6 separate regions of the Mus musculus genome follow, and all the other regions are linked to region 4. The links are chromatin contacts, called in public Hi-C and promoter capture Hi-C maps. All regions are on one chromosome and are shown on one strand. Each heading gives the region's core, a stretch centred on a gene start, on an enhancer-like site or on the middle of the called end of the contact. The rest is flanking DNA. Distances are from core to core; before and after follow the strand shown. Region 1 overlaps Gm10610 (a long non-coding RNA gene). Region 2 overlaps Efl1 (elongation factor like GTPase 1). Region 3 has its middle 77 kb from the start of Gm29976. Region 4 holds the start of A530021J07Rik (Riken cDNA A530021J07 gene). Region 5 overlaps Efl1 (elongation factor like GTPase 1). Region 6 overlaps Efl1 (elongation factor like GTPase 1).

What was found. Promoter capture Hi-C pulls out the DNA fragments that hold promoters and counts their contacts. A called contact is a pair of places that touch in the nucleus more often than the background predicts.
Region 1: a promoter capture Hi-C map of stem cell-derived epiblast-like cells shows a contact between it and region 4, with 3 times the contacts expected there. The contact joins the enhancer-like site here to the promoter of A530021J07Rik in region 4. A contact is called at or near these places in 15 of 39 promoter capture datasets (the C10 cell line, the HPC-7 cell line, cranial neural crest and 9 more), 11 of 484 Hi-C or Micro-C datasets (cardiomyocytes, cerebellar granule neurons, cerebellum and 6 more) and 1 of 9 other capture datasets (embryonic stem cells).
Region 2: a contact with region 4 is called in a promoter capture Hi-C map of liver, with 2.6 times the contacts expected there. The contact joins the enhancer-like site here to the promoter of A530021J07Rik in region 4. A contact is called at or near these places in 13 of 39 promoter capture datasets (the HPC-7 cell line, HPC-7-derived erythroid cells, cranial neural crest and 7 more), 2 of 15 datasets of contacts at CTCF or cohesin (large pre-B cells and pro-B cells), 3 of 484 Hi-C or Micro-C datasets (cerebellar granule neurons and uterus) and 3 of 9 other capture datasets (embryonic stem cells, embryonic tail and macrophages).
Region 3: a contact with region 4 is called in a promoter capture Hi-C map of embryonic stem cells, with 3 times the contacts expected there. The contact joins the enhancer-like site here to the promoter of A530021J07Rik in region 4. A contact is called at or near these places in 6 of 39 promoter capture datasets (the 3T3-L1 cell line, cranial neural crest, embryonic stem cells and 2 more).
Region 5: a Hi-C map of CD4 T cells shows a contact between it and region 4, with 1.6 times the contacts expected there. The contact joins the enhancer-like site here to the promoter of A530021J07Rik in region 4. A contact is called at or near these places in 2 of 39 promoter capture datasets (liver and pre-B cells), 1 of 484 Hi-C or Micro-C datasets (CD4 T cells) and 1 of 115 datasets of contacts at active chromatin or transcription factors (thymic regulatory T cells).
Region 6: a promoter capture Hi-C map of embryonic stem cells shows a contact between it and region 4, with 5 times the contacts expected there. The contact joins the enhancer-like site here to the promoter of A530021J07Rik in region 4. A contact is called at or near these places in 10 of 39 promoter capture datasets (the C10 cell line, the HPC-7 cell line, cranial neural crest and 5 more), 1 of 484 Hi-C or Micro-C datasets (bone marrow-derived macrophages) and 2 of 9 other capture datasets (embryonic stem cells and macrophages).

The regions. Positions count from the first base shown.
Region 1 is chr7:83,539,884-83,542,623 of GRCm38.p6, reverse strand. It overlaps Gm10610 (a long non-coding RNA gene), which reads left to right. Exons shown (of 2, transcript XR_140845.5): 2 at 1-2,740. Among named protein-coding and RNA genes, the nearest start is that of Gm10610, 9.3 kb to the left of the region's middle. Within about 2 kb of position 1,418, at least 8 of the 459 cell types and tissues checked have an H3K27ac peak or open chromatin away from gene starts, as enhancers often do.
Region 2 is chr7:82,721,492-82,724,194 of GRCm38.p6, reverse strand. The region is part of intron 15 of Efl1 (elongation factor like GTPase 1); the gene reads right to left. Among named protein-coding and RNA genes, the nearest start is that of 4933406J10Rik, 33 kb to the left of the region's middle. Within about 2 kb of position 1,289, at least 23 of the 459 cell types and tissues checked have an H3K27ac peak or open chromatin away from gene starts, as enhancers often do. A contact at or near this core is called in liver, pro-B cells and uterus, where this site is marked.
Region 3 is chr7:83,458,339-83,461,154 of GRCm38.p6, reverse strand. No RefSeq gene overlaps it. Among named protein-coding and RNA genes, the nearest start is that of Gm29976, 77 kb to the right of the region's middle. Within about 2 kb of position 1,459, at least 15 of the 459 cell types and tissues checked have an H3K27ac peak or open chromatin away from gene starts, as enhancers often do.
Region 4 is chr7:83,147,210-83,149,913 of GRCm38.p6, reverse strand. It overlaps A530021J07Rik (Riken cDNA A530021J07 gene), which reads right to left and starts at 1,444. Exons shown (of 5, transcript NM_177895.3): 1 at 1,214-1,444; 2 at 711-810. The coding sequence starts at 1,270.
Region 5 is chr7:82,772,074-82,774,903 of GRCm38.p6, reverse strand. It overlaps Efl1 (elongation factor like GTPase 1), which reads right to left. Exons shown (of 20, transcript NM_175317.3): 19 at 2,263-2,447. Among named protein-coding and RNA genes, the nearest start is that of 4933406J10Rik, 18 kb to the right of the region's middle. Within about 2 kb of position 1,548, at least 46 of the 459 cell types and tissues checked have an H3K27ac peak or open chromatin away from gene starts, as enhancers often do. A contact at or near this core is called in thymic regulatory T cells, where this site is marked.
Region 6 is chr7:82,697,730-82,700,429 of GRCm38.p6, reverse strand. It overlaps Efl1 (elongation factor like GTPase 1), which reads right to left. Exons shown (of 20, transcript NM_175317.3): 15 at 2,413-2,551. Among named protein-coding and RNA genes, the nearest start is that of Efl1, 50 kb to the right of the region's middle. Within about 2 kb of position 1,264, at least 9 of the 459 cell types and tissues checked have an H3K27ac peak or open chromatin away from gene starts, as enhancers often do.

The DNA.
Region 1 (2,740 bases), core at 169-2,668, 390 kb before region 4:
GCAGATACACACAACAGAATGGCTGTGGAGTGATCGTGGTGGGAGGGGTAGCCATCACAAATGCTTTACAGATTTTTTTTTTTTTTCCCTGAATTGAGGCTCATAAGGCTCTGAAAGCAAGCGGAGCCTACAAGACTCTGGAAGTCAACTGAACTTCAGAAGCTCGGAAGTTTAGAGAATTCCCAGGGCTCCATGTCATAAATATAGTAAACAACGGCTGGGGATTGCTAGGGAGACGAGACTCTTCAGTGGCTTTGACCTCCAGTTCAGTTCACTTCAGGGATATGGTTTTGTAAGCTGTCACTCAAGTTTGGATGGCTTTCCAGTGTGAAGCTGCTTTTGAGAGGTCTATGCTCCTGTAGTTAAACTGCAGTGAACTCACTGTCACCAAGCTAATAGGTGGGGTTCTTTCTTTGATCTGTTATTGATGGGCTATCTAAGGGGAATAGAGATTTGTTCATGTCTCCCCAGGAAAAGTCACAAAACAACTCTAGTGTATTAATTACTTTTATAGCACTGTGACTATTGTTATGTGACAGAGGGTCTCAGTCGATAGTGTTGGGGAGAAGACAGTGGAGTAGCTGAGATCATGTTGGCAGAGTATGTGGTAGAGGCTTTTCACATAACAGTGGGCCAGGAAGCATGACAGGAAGTTGGCACGGATAGCACACCCACAATAACCTACCCCCTGTGACGACTCCTTCCATGCAGGCCCATCTTCCCAAGGCTCTGGGAATCACCTGAAATCACCCCATCAGGGGAAAGAGGAGGCTGGGACAGACATTTCAGATTCAAACCATAACACTAAGAAACAAAGCTTCAAACAAAACTAATCCTCCTGGCACAATAACTGTAGACTTGAAGCCTGCCAAGAATAAATCTATGTTGGGTAATACACTCAATCTTTGGTATTTTATGATGGCACCCAGAACAAGCCAAAGCACTTTGTGTTCAAGCAGATTCATTGTTATTAGGCAGTCGATTGCATCCTGTGCCCTCCCCAAATCTGTGTGTTAGAGTCTTGCGAGCATCTTGTTTAGAGGACCTTAACAGAGTCAGTTCAGGTTAAGTGATGTTCTAAGAGAGATGCCCTAACAGAACAGGGACATGAGGCTACTTCTTTTTGCCTCTGCCTTCTCTTTCTCCTTTCTCTTCTGTCTTCTCTTCCCCCTTCCTTCTCCCGGAATTGCTCTCTCTCTCTCTCTCTCCCCCCCCTCCTCTTTCTCCTGTCCTTCCTCCTTCCCCTCCTCCAGAGCTTTGTCTCTCTTCCTACCTAGCCTCCTCGAGACCAAGTGAGGACACGGTGTTAAAAGTGCATATAAGACAGGAGGAGAAATCGACTGAGAACCCTGCCCTGCAGGCTGCTGATGCTTTATTGTGAACTCAAGCATCCAAAACTGAGAAAGCATTTTGTGCTGCTTCAGCCCCTAGACTGTAGTAGGGCTGTACACCAGCGCTGTCAGGGCAACGTGCTTCCCATGTACATACTTATTCTTTGTTTCCAGGTGGTTTCCATATGCATCTCACAGAAAATTAAACATTTCAAAGTCCACATTCTAATGAAGAAAGAGAGGCCATCAATGAGAGCTTGGTACAGGTCCTGTTTGCTTTGGATTGCCTTGTGTTAACTTTCTTTGGATGTGATTTCAAAAGCAGTCATCTTATACCCTCTGCTGAGGCAGTGTCTGGGAAAGACAAGGAGAGGGCTGAGCTCTGATAATTCTTCTGTCCAGCATTTGGATTTAAACTGTAACTGGAGACTCTGAAATCACTAAGGCCCTTGACCTCCCCTTACTCTCCCCACCCCTAGCATGATCTCACAGGGGCAGCCTCTTGCTCTTCCTTTCATGTTCCAGAATGTGGCAAAGACCATGAAAATAAAATGTTGACTCCTGATGCAAGAGGCTCTGAGTTCAGACAGTCTATCCTGGTCCTAGGGAATGGAGCCAGAGTAGTATTTCTTGCGTCTTCACCAAGACCTCTCTTTCTCTGCCACTAACTTTGCATAAAGCATCTAACACACTAAACACATGGTTGCCTCAGAACACAGGTCAGGAGAACCTGAGCTTCTGTCTCTTTGGTGATATTGTGATTAACAAAACTGAAAAAAAGGAAGGCCTCCTCAGCTACTTGCTTAGCCTCAAAAGGGGAGGTTTGATTAGTAAGGAGAGGGTAATTCCACCTTCTTGATAGAAAGCAAAAATGCAAAAACTTGAGTCCACTCTTTCAAAAAGGCTCAAAGCTGGTATAATTCTTGGACACTCAGTAAAATATATGACCTATTTTGGCAGATAAAATAGAAGCACCAAGTCAACACATTTAAAACCATAAAATAGCTTTGTTTTCATTTTTTTCACCCAGGCTATTCTAAAACATTATGCAGCTCAAGCTGGCCCCAAACTCATGGCAACACATAGGACCCCCATGGTAAGATTGTAGAAGGGAGAAAAAGAGGCCTGGACACCTGGAGGGAGAGACTGGGACATGAATGTCTCTGTGAGGTACAGAGCCTGACTATGTACAGCCTGGCTTAGCCTCTCAGATGCTAGGATTAGAGGCAGGAGCCATCACATCCAGCATTAATAAGTCAATGCAATTAGGTATAGCATTTTTCCCCCCATCAGAGCTAGGGTTGAACCTGAGGTCTTACAATTGTTAGACAACCTCTCTAAGCCTCTGAGTCCCATCCCACACAAGTTCCTTTATATTCATTCACAAATGACAGTCGCCCATTTTTCTA
Region 2 (2,703 bases), core at 40-2,539, 430 kb after region 4:
AGTAGCAATATATCTGGAGCTGTTCACAGTGCGAGTTATGGTTCTCTAGAGGAGGGGAGGGAAGGGGAGGGGAGGGGAGGGCCTTTCTTTCTTGCCTTTCCCTGTCTCCTCTCACTCTCTCCTTTCCTATGCATCCTAGACAAGGCTCTATCATACAGCTCTAGCTCTAGGTCTATCCATTAATTGTTCTTCTTCTTTTTTTAACCTCTCTGGCAAAAGCTACAATACACAAGAATATGAGTAGAAAACTGAAAAAGTAATTCAAAGTACTTAATAAAAGCTGAGTATCTTCAACACACATTAAAAAAAAAAAGAAGCTTTTTATCAGTAAATGAGAACAGTAAAAGAATACAGGCCATGTTGGGTATGACGGTACACTGAGTTCCATCTAGTGTGGCCTAGTCTATAGAGTGAGTTCCGGATCAGTCAGAGCTACACAGTGAGATGCTGTCTTCAAGAAAAACACTCACCTTCAACACATCTGCTGTGTGTTAGTTCCAGTGTATTTTGTAGTTGGAACTTCAGCCTTCACGGTTTTTCTTTTTTAGAGGGCAGCTGTACTTTCATTTCCAAGGGAAACAGTTCCTATCTGCCTCAGTAGCAATGCACAGGCTCCCCCTCACAGTTCTGGAGCACATCTGTATCTGGAAGCTTTGTTATGTGCAATTCTTACTTATTTCCCACTTAAAAATTCCTCTAGGCTCTCTCCTTCCTACTTTTAACTAACAGCCAGCTAAAAAACAAAGGGTCAGAGGTCAAAGGGCAACAGGGGAAAGGTCATTGAAACACCACCATCATGTTTTAGCACAAAGTACTCGACTCTAGGAAAGCCCAGCTCTGCTGTCTCCTCATGCACATTGTGCAAGCACAGGGGTGTGCGTGCGTTCACTGTGCAAGGAGGGCACAACAAATACCCAGGGCTGAAACCCCTCTCACCAAGCAAATTGCTTCCAGATTCCGTGTGCTCTTGTGTCATGGAGTTTTGCTACAGTCAGAAGCAGCCACCTATGTCTGATCTAGTTAGGTATTTAATGCCTTTGTTTTTAATACAATGTAATGACTTTAATATAATTTTACAGTAATCTCAGCACTCAGAAGGCTGAGGAAGTTACACTTGTCTAAGTTTAGGCCAGCCTGGGCCTGAGACAGACTGTGTTTCTGGGGGAAAAAAATTAAATAAATGTGCATAATTTAGTCTTTAAAAATAGCCAAGTTTAACAACTGGCTGGCAAAATTTGTGAAACTTAACAACTGGCTCTTGAGAACTGACAGCTCCCCCTGTTTTGTCCTACAGGGCCAATCAGATTTTCCAGAGCTGAGCTTGTGGCTCCAGCTATTTGAGGGCTGCAGTCTGTGGCTTGGTTTTTCTCCCATTTTGGCATCCGTTTCTGATCTACAATCTTTACAGTCCTTGCCTCCTGTCTCATGGCGGAGACAAGCTCTCTTCAGTGGTCTCCTGAATGCTTCACGGTGCTGGGCAGCCATATCATTTCTCGGTAACACGTACTGAGAAGTGTACCACATGGGGGGCGGGGGGAAGGGTCTGTTATCACCTCAGAGGGAACTTAGAGACCTCCTGACAGGGCTGAGAGGACACAAGCCTGAGGACACAGAAGTGTCACAACACTGCACATTGTTCCATAGCTTGCTTCTAACTAGGGAGGTGTACATGCTAACATGAAGATTATGAGTACAGGACTGGCGTAAGCCACTTCTCTTCAAGAATGCAGACAACAGAGTGCGCTTATAAGCACACTGGGCTCCATACTAGCATTACCACACCCGTGAGAGCTGGGTTGTACTTGAATTGTGATGGCTACCATATCTGTAGGATGAGCAACTTGTCAGCTCCATTACAGTCCTGTGGGAATCACATCTTCATGAGAGAAGTGCCTTACGAGGCTGTGACTATAATCTCAGCTAGGGAGCAGCTCCGAAGGAGGATTCTGAGTCTCCTTCTCTAAAATCTCAGCCTGAAGGTTAATTTCTTGATCTTTGCTGTTTAAAGTCCTTGAACTCTGAATAGAACAATCATGTCCTTTGAAGCTTTTTGTAGGCAGCAAGCGTTGCTGGTCTCAGAGCACGGTGCAAGTTTCTTACTTCATCCATCATATGAAGGATGCCAGCAGAGGAGAGTGGGCACAGTGACTGCGGCCCAGTAGCTGGCTCTCTTCTTGATCCTCAGCTATCCACTGTGATTCTGATGGATGCAATGTCCTCCTACACTGACTGAATAATCTCTCCCCAAGCCTTCTTTCACTTCACACCAGTCTGGTTTACATGAGCCTCCTTGCTTTAGCTGATGAAGTTGGCTCTCTTCTGAACTTTAACTGTCTGTGCTAGTTTTATGAGTGGTGAGGAGTTTGTGACTGGTGCTATACAACTGTGCAAGTTTTTATATCCCACCAAAAAAGGAGGGAAGGCTTTACATTTCTTATAAGAATCTGTAGATTCTTTGCCACTTATCAGATGATCTTGTACCACTGAATGGTATAAATACTAAAGAGTTGTCAAGCAGAACCAGGAGACTTTTACTCTTGTTCCAAACAGTGTTTCCCTTCACATTTTCAGTAGCATAAGCAACAGTATCAGTAGGCCTATCTATTTTACATGTATGCATACATTATTCTCACATATACATACATAGTACATATGTATAATATGTTGTATGTATGTATTAGATGTATATATTATATTTTCTAT
Region 3 (2,816 bases), core at 210-2,709, 310 kb before region 4:
TGCAAAGTGGTATTGGTGATAAAATGCATGAAGATTCACAAAACAGAACCCCATCTGGTCTGCCCCTCAGGACTAATGTAATGTTAGAATTGCTTAGGGTTTAGTCATAAAAATATAAATATAAATGGCTTCCAACTGAGGCCATTTAATATTGGGAAGAGAGTTACTTTTGAATTGGAGTATTGAATGAAAGGAAACAGCAAAGGAGGAAATTCATGTACATACAAACATGCGCAATACAAAACAGTGGTCACCCATAGAACTGGGGAAAGGAATGCACTTGGAGCTGTAGGAACATGAAGCATAGATGTAAGGCCCATATGGCTGCAACCAAGGCCTCTGACCAGGGTGACAGTTAATGTTGTGGCAGAGCACTCTGCAAGTCTGTGATGGTGTAGCTCTTCAGAGTCCTGAAGGAAGCTGGCATCCAAAGCTGAGTACTGCCATGGAGGAGGGGAGCCATTACTGAGATGACAGCTGCAAGGACAACTCACAGAAAAGGAAAGGCTCTTGTTGTCCCTTCCCTTCACAAGAGTTCCAGTATCCTTCCTTCTTGAAGAACCCATCTTGAAATCATCTGGGTAGAAGTGGAGAAGATAGAATTGGAGTGAAGGGCCACTGGTCAATCCCTGCTGGTGTGTTTGTTACTTTCTAACTGTGACAAAGCACTTGACAGAGCCTACTTAAAGAAAAGAGAGGTTTGGGCTCACAGTTTAAGGTGTATCAGCTTATTGTGGCCAAGAAAGCTTGTCTGCTGAGGCAGCTAAATCCAAAGGACTTGAGGCAAGACTTAATTACTTCTTCATGGCTCAGGAAGCAGAAAGTGGGGCAGGGCTATAATCTATACTACCTGCCACTTCAGCCAGCCCCAAACCACCAGGGGCATATTCAGTGTTCAGACTTAGGGCAAACTTACTGTTTAAGAATTTTGAAGAATTTAGCTTATATATCCAAGAAAAAAAAGGAGAAATTTTGAGTCATCTTACTATAGTGAGTTAGCATTTGGGTTTTTCTGAATTAGGATTTAAGTGAGCATTATGATTTGAATGTAGCATTGACTCAGTGCAATTCATTATGTTAAAGATGTGTGATTTGAGCTCACAGGCCTGCCCTGAACATTTGTACCATGTTAGACGATGATTTTCATTGACCAGGAGACAGAAAGAGCAAGTGAGCAAAGAGACCGAAGAACACCACCATGGACTGGAGATTAACCAACAGAAATTCACATTAACTCTAAAACCAGAGCTCCTGCATATTCATTTCACTCAAGACTCTCCAGTTTCCAAATTCATTTTAGAATTATGAGGCTGTCCAGTCATATTTATACTTTTGTTATGTCCTTCCTGGTTCTCAGCCTCCAAAAATGTAGTAATTTGGCCTTTTCTGCTTAGACAAACACCTGGAAGCTCTCCTGGGAAAGATCCCAAGTCTAGACATAGCTTTTAAAAAAATCCACACATGTGTTTCTCGTTATGAGGAGCTTTAGCTCTGCAGACAAGAGAAAATTCCCATGCCTTTACGGAGTTACCAATTATGTCACATTCTGTGAAGAAATGCTCGTGACTAATATATAAATAATTGTCTTCAAAAAATTATAATAAAAGGGAAGACAGAGAAGAAAGATGGTTGCATTTGAGGTTCTGAGAGTTTTAGTTTTGAATGCAGGTCTTGGGTAACAGGAAGAAGAGGTGACTTTCAACCATCTACCTGGGAAGCTATGTTGTTTTTATAATTTTGGCAAGCTCACACTGACAGCAATCTGAGCATATCCACCGAGCTGCTATCTTTTCCATTTTCTTCTTCCTCCCCCCTTCTCTTCTTTGCTTTCTACTCCTCCATCTATGAACACAATAAAAGGCAAGCATCTGTACACCTTTTCTGTTCTAGGAAAACATATAAAGCACTAAAAGTAAGTGCATTAAACTAAAATTTCTTCAGAACACAATGCAATTAAGAAAGGCCCCAAGGAGATCCAGGACCTGTTGCAGTTACAACTGCAGAGGTGTGGGATATCAAGACATGGCAGTTTCTCACCAGTGTTTGCCATCACTTTCTTAGAGCATCCAGAATTAATTGTAGCAATAACTTAGGAACAGGTAGAGAGAAGGTATACATATAATGCATAATGAGAACAGACACTCAAACAGGGATAGTAGTCACTTTTGTATAGCAAACAGGTTAAAAAAAAAAAACTAGAGAGAAGTCAAAACTGGAGAAATGAGGGCACTGGGTCAGGTGACTGACTACTATGTTGAAGATGTTAAAAGAAAACCTGGCAAAACACACACACATTCCATGATTCCATTTGTGATGGTTGATTGTTTGTTTAATGCTACCAGTTATTGGATCCTTAATCCTACAAGCTTGTAACTAGTTGAACTTTCCTACCATTTCTGTCACTCATATTTAATGATCAAAATAATAATAGATGTGTATTTGGGATTATGAGATGGCTCAACGGTTAAGAGCACTTGCTGCTCTTGTGGAGGGCCTGAGTCTAGTTTCCAGCATCTATATGTGGTTTCTGATAATGGTTTTTAACTCCAGCTCCAAGGGACCTCATCCTCTCTTCTGGCCTCTGTGTGTATGCAAGTATACATTCACATACCCATATACATATACACTCAATCAAGAATCAAATAGATCTTCAAAAAACCCAAGAATATGTATGTGTAATCTGTCAGGGGTCTATGTAAACACTGACATAGGGCAATCACTTTTTTTAAGTCAACTACACTGACAACTACAAACTATATCCACAATACACACCTTAGATGATTCGATAATAGATGAAAGACCATTGCATACCTTGA
Region 4 (2,704 bases), core at 195-2,694:
GAGAGGCTTTACCAGTACCTGACAAATACAGAGGTGGATGTTCTCAGGCAACCATTGGACTGAGAACAGGATCCCCAATGGAGGAGCTAGAGAAAGGACCCAAGGAGCTGAAAGGGTTTGCAGCCCTATAGGAGGAACAACAATATGAACCAGTCAGTAACCCCAGAGCTCCCTGGGATTAAACCACCAACCAAAGAGTACATGTGGAGGGACCGACTGCTCCAGCTGCATATGTAGCAGAGGATGGCCTTGTCAGTCATTAATGAGAGGAGAGGCCCTTGGTCCTGTGAAGGCGCTAAGCCCCAGTGTAGGGGAATGCCAGGACCAGGAATGAGGAATGGGTGGGTTGGTGAGCAGGGGGGGAGGGAGAGGGGATGGGGGTTATCGGAGGGGAAACCAGGAAAGGGGATAACATTTGAAATTTAAATAAAGAAAATATCTAATTAAAAAAATAAAAAAGAGGCCATAAATTTGAAAGAGATCAAGGAGGGCATGTGGGAAGTCTTAGAGGGAAAAGGGAGAGTAAATGATAAAATTATAATCTGAAAATAAAAGAAATAATCTTTTTTAAAAGGATGAATAGTAAAGTAAACATGAAGTACAAAATAAGGAAGTCCAATATAACAACAAAACAAAACAAAACAAACACAGTCAAAAAGAAGAGAGGGCTAGCAAGCTGGCTAACTGAATAAAGGGGCTTGCAGACAAACCTGATGACCTGAGTTCAAGCCTCAGAATCCACATAGTAGAAGGAGAGAACTGACTCCTATGAGTTTCTTTGTCCTTTTGATGTGTGTGCCTGTGTTCCTCCTGTCAACATACAATAAATGAATAATTGTGTTTAAGAGAAAAGGGAAGCTTTAAAAAATGCTTGTAAGAAGAAACAGAGGCCTGAAAGTGCCTTTTGCCATTCTAAATACATTTTCTAAACAGAATTAAATAGTATATAAAAGTGTAAAAAGAATTCTTAAAACAAAGAAATACATCATAGTCAGTTTTTCAGTATCTATGACAAATCGGTCCCAAAGCCCCAAGGGGATGCTTAAGCCTCTTATGGGAATTGCTGTATCCTTTTGCATATAACCCACACACATCACCCCTCTCTGCCCTTTAGCTCATATCTAGATTAATGCCAGTGCCTGGCAGGATATAAATTCTATGCACGCAGAGAGATTACATTTATTAGAGAAAAAGAAGAAAAATATATACATACCAAGCAGAGACAAAGTTTTTGAACAAGTACTTTCTGGTCCACAGAGGCAGAGTCCATGGTACACAAGAAGACAGACACATCACAGCCAAGTCTACCGAGAGAAGAACATATTTACCCCACACCACCCAGCCTGTGCTGCTGCAGGCTAAAGCAAATCCAAATGATCAGTGCTGAAACCTCTGAAACAGGAGCTGAACCAGATGTCTACGCTTTTTTAAAGATGTTTGTCTCAAGTGCTTGTTAAAGTAATGGAAAGCAGAAAAGAATTGGAGCAGACCGTTTCATATACACACTCTCATTCAAAAGGGGTATGCATGCTTGCTGAAACAAAAGAAACCAGGCCACAGTCTCAACCACCCACTAGTGATGGCAAAGCCACAAGAAAGAAATGTCAAGTTGGGAGTGTTCATATGTGCCAAACACAGCAAGAGGGTTAAGAATGGCTTGCGACTTTACAATTAGTAATGGCATTTACAAACTTGGTCATCGTTTGCCTTAGCAGGTTCAGTGGATGCAAACAAGCAGGAACTTGTGAAAGGATTGGATAGGGAAGGTGTGAGCCATATTATTACTTGAGTAAAAGGGTCCGAGATACAGCTACTTGTGTGGCACAGTTGAGGTAGTGGAAGGTGATTGCTGTTTCCTTCTTCTTGTTTTCAGGAGACTTATATGCAACCACAGACCACAGAGAAGGCGATGGGGGTGGAGGTGGAGGTGTGGGGGGCAGAAGGAAGATATGAAGGACCAGAAACATGGAAAGGAGGGAAATGGAAGCAGCTGTGATCTACCCTAACAGAAAGCATGGAAGTGACGCTTTCCTCAGAGCTAAGACAGAGGGAAAAGGCTGATGTAGAGGAAGGAGGGAAGCTAAGCATGATTGCCAACCAGAAGACAGAGCTGTCATGCAAGGTATGTTGGCTGGTTTTATGTCAACTTAACATGAGCTAGAGTACTGGAGGAGAGGGAGCCTTGATTGAGAAAATGTCTCTAGAAGATTGGGCTATAAACAGGTCTATAGAGCATTTTTCTTAATCAGTGATTGATGTAGGAAGGCCCACCCCATTGTGTGTGGTGACATTTCTGAGCTGGTAGTCCTAGGTTCTATAAGAAAGCAGGCTGATCAAGCCTTGGGGATCAAGCCAGTAAGCACCATCCCTCCATGATCTCATCTTCAGTTCCTGCCTTGTGTTCCTGCCTTTACTTCCTTTGATGATTGGCTATGATGTGGAAGTGTAAGCCAAAATAAATCTTTTCCTCCCCCAAGTTGTTTATGGTCATGATATTTTACTACACCCATAAAACCTCTAACTAAGAACAATCACCCACCCCACTTCACCCCAGCCTCACTAACAGTACAGACATCAAAGCAGTTCCTGATAATGAGGCCAAATAAGCTGAACAATTCACACCTGTAATGTAGATCTAAGTTTTGGCTAAGGCCAAAGATGATTTAACGTTTTGTAAGGAGAATGGAATTCAAGTACATGTCCT
Region 5 (2,830 bases), core at 299-2,798, 380 kb after region 4:
TGTGTGTGTGTGTGTACTGCATGCATATGAATGTGCGGGTGCATGGCCATGAATGTGTACATGGAAGCCAGAGGAAGCTGCCTGGTGTCTTCACTAGGCTGGCTGGTCAGTGAGCCACAAATTGCCTGTCTTATCCTCCCAGTGCCGGGACTGTAGACATCTGCAGCCATACTTGCTTTTTCACATGGGTGCTAGCGATCTGAACTCAAGTTCTCATGTTTGCAGAGCCATGTTTTCACCCCCTGAGCCTTCTTTCTAGACCCATTCATACAAATTTAAAGAGACTCAATAAAATAAGTTTCAAAGGAAGACTCAGTATATATTTTTTTTCTGGTCAGGCCTGGTGGTGTAAACATATAACCTTATTAGCTGAGGAGGGAAGGCGGAAGGGTCGGGGATCCAAAACCAGCTGTGGCTGCATAGCCAACCTGAGAAACTTATTCATACCTTGGTCCTTTCATGAGCTTTTAAAATGAAAATAAAATATATGATAGATTGCTCATCCAATGACAATGACAGTGTAACAGCTCTGAAGGCTTACTTAAGGCTCTGTTTATAGAAAGTCCCAGGCCTTATGTACCCAATACCCTCTGTTAGATCAGAGACACTATAACCCACTTTCCTGTGCCAGTGTTGACCAAGGCCAGCCTTGTGAGCTGGATGACTGTCATCTATGATGTCAGAAGGCTGAGTTCTGACAGCTGCGCTCAGCAAGGGCAGCACCACTGAGACCGGGGCAGCACCTCTCAAGGTCACTACCCAGAAGCAGAATCGTCTCACTCAGTCACAGACAGTGTCTAGGTGCACAGCCCAGTCACCACATACCGGCCACTAGGACCCCAGGACCCCAGCAGAGCTCCTGCCCTCCAGGCACTGCCACTTAAAATCTACTTCTTTCTTTTACTGCTTCGTGTTTGATGTAAGAAACCAAACCCAAGCTCAAAGGCTAGAATTTTGGATAAACAGGAAATGGTTAACTATAAGCTGAAGGTTAACAGTGCCCTAGATGTTTTCGACACAATGAGAAACAAAGATGAAGGCTACTTGGTAAAAAGGCAATGAAGGAACTCATCAGAACATCATTTAGCATTCAAAAGTGTAAAAGTCAAGAGAAATCTTGAGTGACTGTAAAACATGCTAACTAAAGAGATGCAGCTAAGTGTGAGCACTGTTTGGTTCTATCAAGCATCATGGACTGGACTTTCATGGGGAAAGCAGACACCCAGCGCTCTGGGCTGGAAACTGCATACACCTATCCAGGTGACAGGGACTACTGAATTAAAGCAGATGTGCCTGTTCAAAGTCTTACTTCTTACTTTGCTGATCACAGTTTAAAGAGAAAGGTCTGCCTCAATTATTTCCATTTTTCACTAATCGTGTAAATGTAAGCTCTGTGTTTAAAGAATTCTAGAGAAAGAACGCCATCAAGCTGCAGGAAGTGAGAGAAGTGCAGACATAGAAAGGAGCCCTGGCCAGCAGCAAAGCCTACAACACAGGGCTCGAGGTGGTGGCTCCACATAAATTATCCCAGAAGTGAAGTCTCTGCACTGTCCCAGTAAGCAGCAGAGACAGCACGTAACCACCAGCCCAGCAGACAGTAACACTCCCAGGCTACACTCTATCGCGGAAGGAGGGAGCTAGAATTACCGAGGTTTCCTACAAACAAGAAAGCACTGCTGTTTTGAGACAGCCTCTCTTGGGCTTTAGGCTTTTCCTTCCTCAGTTTTCCTGGCCGAGTGTTCTCGCTGCTAGTTAATGGCTAAGTCTCCTTTAAGGAAGGCCTACCCCATGCCTCCCACACACTCAGAACACGGTACTAACAACACCCTTCTCTTCCCTGCAGTGCACCTACTGAGTGTCCTTTTGTGACTGCACAAAAATTTGCTGTGTGCTTGACTCCATGCTGTGGTCAAGGAAAGGCTGTGGTGAGCAGGAGCTTATAAAGACAAACTGCAGATCTCCCTTCAAGAGTTCTCCCCTTGATGCTGGAAGAATCTCTCCCCATCCTCCTACCCCCAAGGGAAAAGCGTTCGAGTTTCACATTCAAAAGTGCTGTCATTTTTCTTTAACTTAACGTATGTCTGCAGCAAGAGAAGAATGGACTAAATGCCCTGTAACTCCGATTTACGTTATAGACAGAGTGCTCGTTGGGTTGGTGCTGTGAGCTGGCTTTCACAGGCCCCTTGCCTGGGCCCCATGCCAGTAACAGCCAGCTTCACGTAGCCTCTGCCTGGCTCTCGGGAAGGTGGGGCTGCATCTCACCTCCCAGTGGCTGAACACCAGCTGTGGGCTGGCCAGTCCGCTGGTCCTCTTCCTGATCTCATCCGCAAAGCCAAAGCTTTCCGCTACAGGCAGCACAGCCTTGATGATGAACATGTCCGTCCCTTCCTTCATCTCTTCCTGAAGCACTCGACCTTCTCGCTTTGACAGCACGGCATAGACTCGGCCTACAAAACCAAAACTCCTTAAGTTCACCCACCGATCACAACTTGACCCAAAGCCACAACAATTTGCATGCTTAGTAATGATACCATGAATATTTAACTGCTAATTAAAAGGACAAAATTAGAAAAAAATGCATATAAAAGATAACAAGAGTCCAAAATGTGCCCCCCAGTGACAACCCCCACCATGCAGTGTGAGAGGTATGGCCTCTGGAATTACAAGCAGAATTATCTCTGGGCATGAAATCCAATGAGAAAAGTGTGACTGGATTCCTATAACTATTTAAATGCTTCAGTCACTATTTTTAATACGATGACCAAAATGGTGTTAAGAGACCATTTGAGCTCAGAAACCAAGCAATTGACAATGAATGGCATTTTTTTTA
Region 6 (2,700 bases), core at 15-2,514, 450 kb after region 4:
AACAAGTAGAGCTGTTCTGTTTCTACTACAAGAAACAGAATTGTCAGTAATGTTAGTAACTGTGGCAGTTAGTTCTAATCATCTGAAAATCTTTAGGCCCAGCAAGGTTGCATGCCTGGCTAGAAGCCAATCTAACTAGTTTGTGGGACTATGGGCAGAATCGTGGTGCCTTTGTTCTTGCTGGTTACCCAGGGACCTCAGTGATATTTGGAAACAATTACTGTCTGCCTCAATTTAGAGGGAAAATCAAAGAGGCTAGCCTGGCTTTAATTCCTCCAGCGTTACACTCATAGACCCTTTGGGGGATGATAGGTGAAGAAACATAACTTTAACAAAGGGGACTCAGGAATTGTTAGGCAACAAGAGATGAGGGGTGGGGATGGTTTGGCTGGCCCTGTAAGTCCAACCTCTGAAAACCATTCATAGCCCAAATATCCCTACACTCAATCCTGGCCTCCCTTGTAGTTACCAGGGCATATGACAGATTAAAGAAACAAGACTACATACACATGTCACCAGCAAGGTCCTTTTATACACAAATAAAAAAATAAACCTTGCTAGCAGGCTGGATGGTCGATCTGTTTAAGTGGCTCTCGAAATGTCTTGGAGGTTTAATAAAGCATACCCTGGGCTGAATTTCCAGAGACTCTCACATCATGAGGGTTCTGACCCAATGACCAGTTCACTATTGGGAAGTAGAATTCTGGAAGGTGGGGCCTGGTTGGAGATGGGCCCCTATGGTAGTGACCATGGAGTTCTACCTTCCTGTCGTGACTTATGCTTCTTCCCATCTGTAAGGCACTCTGCTCTACTCTCAGGCTGCCCTAACTTCACACCGCATGCTCCTGCCACCATGATGCTCTGTCTCACCACAGAACCAGAGCCAAATAGTCAAGGACTGTGGACTGAGATCTAAGCAGCTAAATACAACCCTAAGGCATACAGGGATATACCTGGCATTCCCACTCCATGTATTCTGCCTTAAAGTAACGTGTCCCTTCGGCAGAATCATACATAGGTAAATGACAAACAATGTTAACTCACTTTTACCCGCCTTCCACCTCCACAAGCTTTAGAAGAGGGAGGTATATGTCTATTTTCCTCATGAAGACATGAAATGTTCTACCTCAGAGTAGTTCTTCCCATAGCAGAGGGCAGAACCATGGCTCCCTTGAGAGATGGATGAAAAAGAGATGGTTTCAGACCTTCTAAGGACATGTAACCACAGACTTGGACAGTATCTAGAAACCCAGAAGAAAACCACAAACCACTGCCTGCCATGCTCCTACCAGCTGTACTGGAGAAGACAACACACCGAGCCTTAGGCAAGGCAGCCTCAAAAAGGTCGCCCATGCTGTCCACACCACAGAGCGGCTTTCTTTCCCTGGACATATGCTGAGCAACTCTAGGTTACAGGGCCATTTAAGACACAAAGGGGTCCAAGCCATAGTAACCCCAAGGAGGGCGTAGGAGCAGAGACAGGGTGTTCCCGTACTCCTGCAGTTCTAATGAAGTTGGCTATGGCTACTCACAAAGCCAGATCAATCGCCAGCTAAATCAGAAGTTTAGTGGCATTTTCCAAAGAAATAGAAACAAAATAGGGAATAGGGAAGGTAGGAATTCTACTAATTCCATGTCAAAATAATTATAAACTTTAAAAATATATCTCAGCAGAAGCATGACAAAATGTTTTGGCAAATTTCTTGGATCAGGGCCCACAAAATTCAGGCAAACCAGTAGCTATTCTAGACCAATATTCTTTATTTAATGAGACTTTTTCATCTAAGCAGTTATTGAATGAACAGCTTTACAGCTGACAAGGATGCCATGGCTCAGAACTGAAAGACACAATGGGACAGAGCACTCCATGTCCCGGTTCTGATGAAGAACTTGTCTCAAGAGCAGCACTAAGGGGCAGGAATCAGGCAAGGGAAAAGGCACAACATTGACAGGACAATTAGTATCTATCAATTACTGTTAGAGAAGCAATTCTCAATAGGAAGAAGCATTTGGGGTGGGATGAGGAGAAAAGAAATAAGTTTAAACAGTCCTTCATGTCAAAACAGTTTCCAAAAATTAGAATCAAACCTGTAGAACAAGAAGCATTTGGTCACCTACACTGACTTTATATGAGTAAGCTTTTTTTTTTTTTTTTTTGCTTCTAAACAAATGGAACCCCCACTTAAGATAGGCGTCACAGTTTACTTAAACAGCACCTACAGGTTTGAACTAGATCTCCATGTTACTGACTCACAAGGTGGTGACTCAATTATACTAAGTTAAAGACTCCAGAAAAAAAAAATAACTATGAAAAAAGGCAGGTCATTCTCTTTAAAAATGTCACTAAGCACCCCACGCCATGTTGGACAGCCTTTAAGGCTGGAGTGAGCAGAGTACCCAGCAGCGCCCTACCCAGCACGTTTCCTGGGGGGACTTCTTCCAGATCTTCCAGCTCCCTTCCCATCAGAAGGTACAGGTTCTCCAGAGTACAGCACGCCATGTGGGGCACAGGAGGGAGGTCCTCTAGTGGAGCTGAGAAGCCTAGTGGAACCTGCCAGGGAAAACAATGGAAACCATGAGGTAAGACACTATAGCGCCCTCTAGTGAGGAAGCAGGCGAGGCACTGCAGCACCCTCAAAGGTTTACTGAGCAGCAAGACACTGTGCAGTGACCTCTGCCTCTTCCCTAAATGCTCGAAGC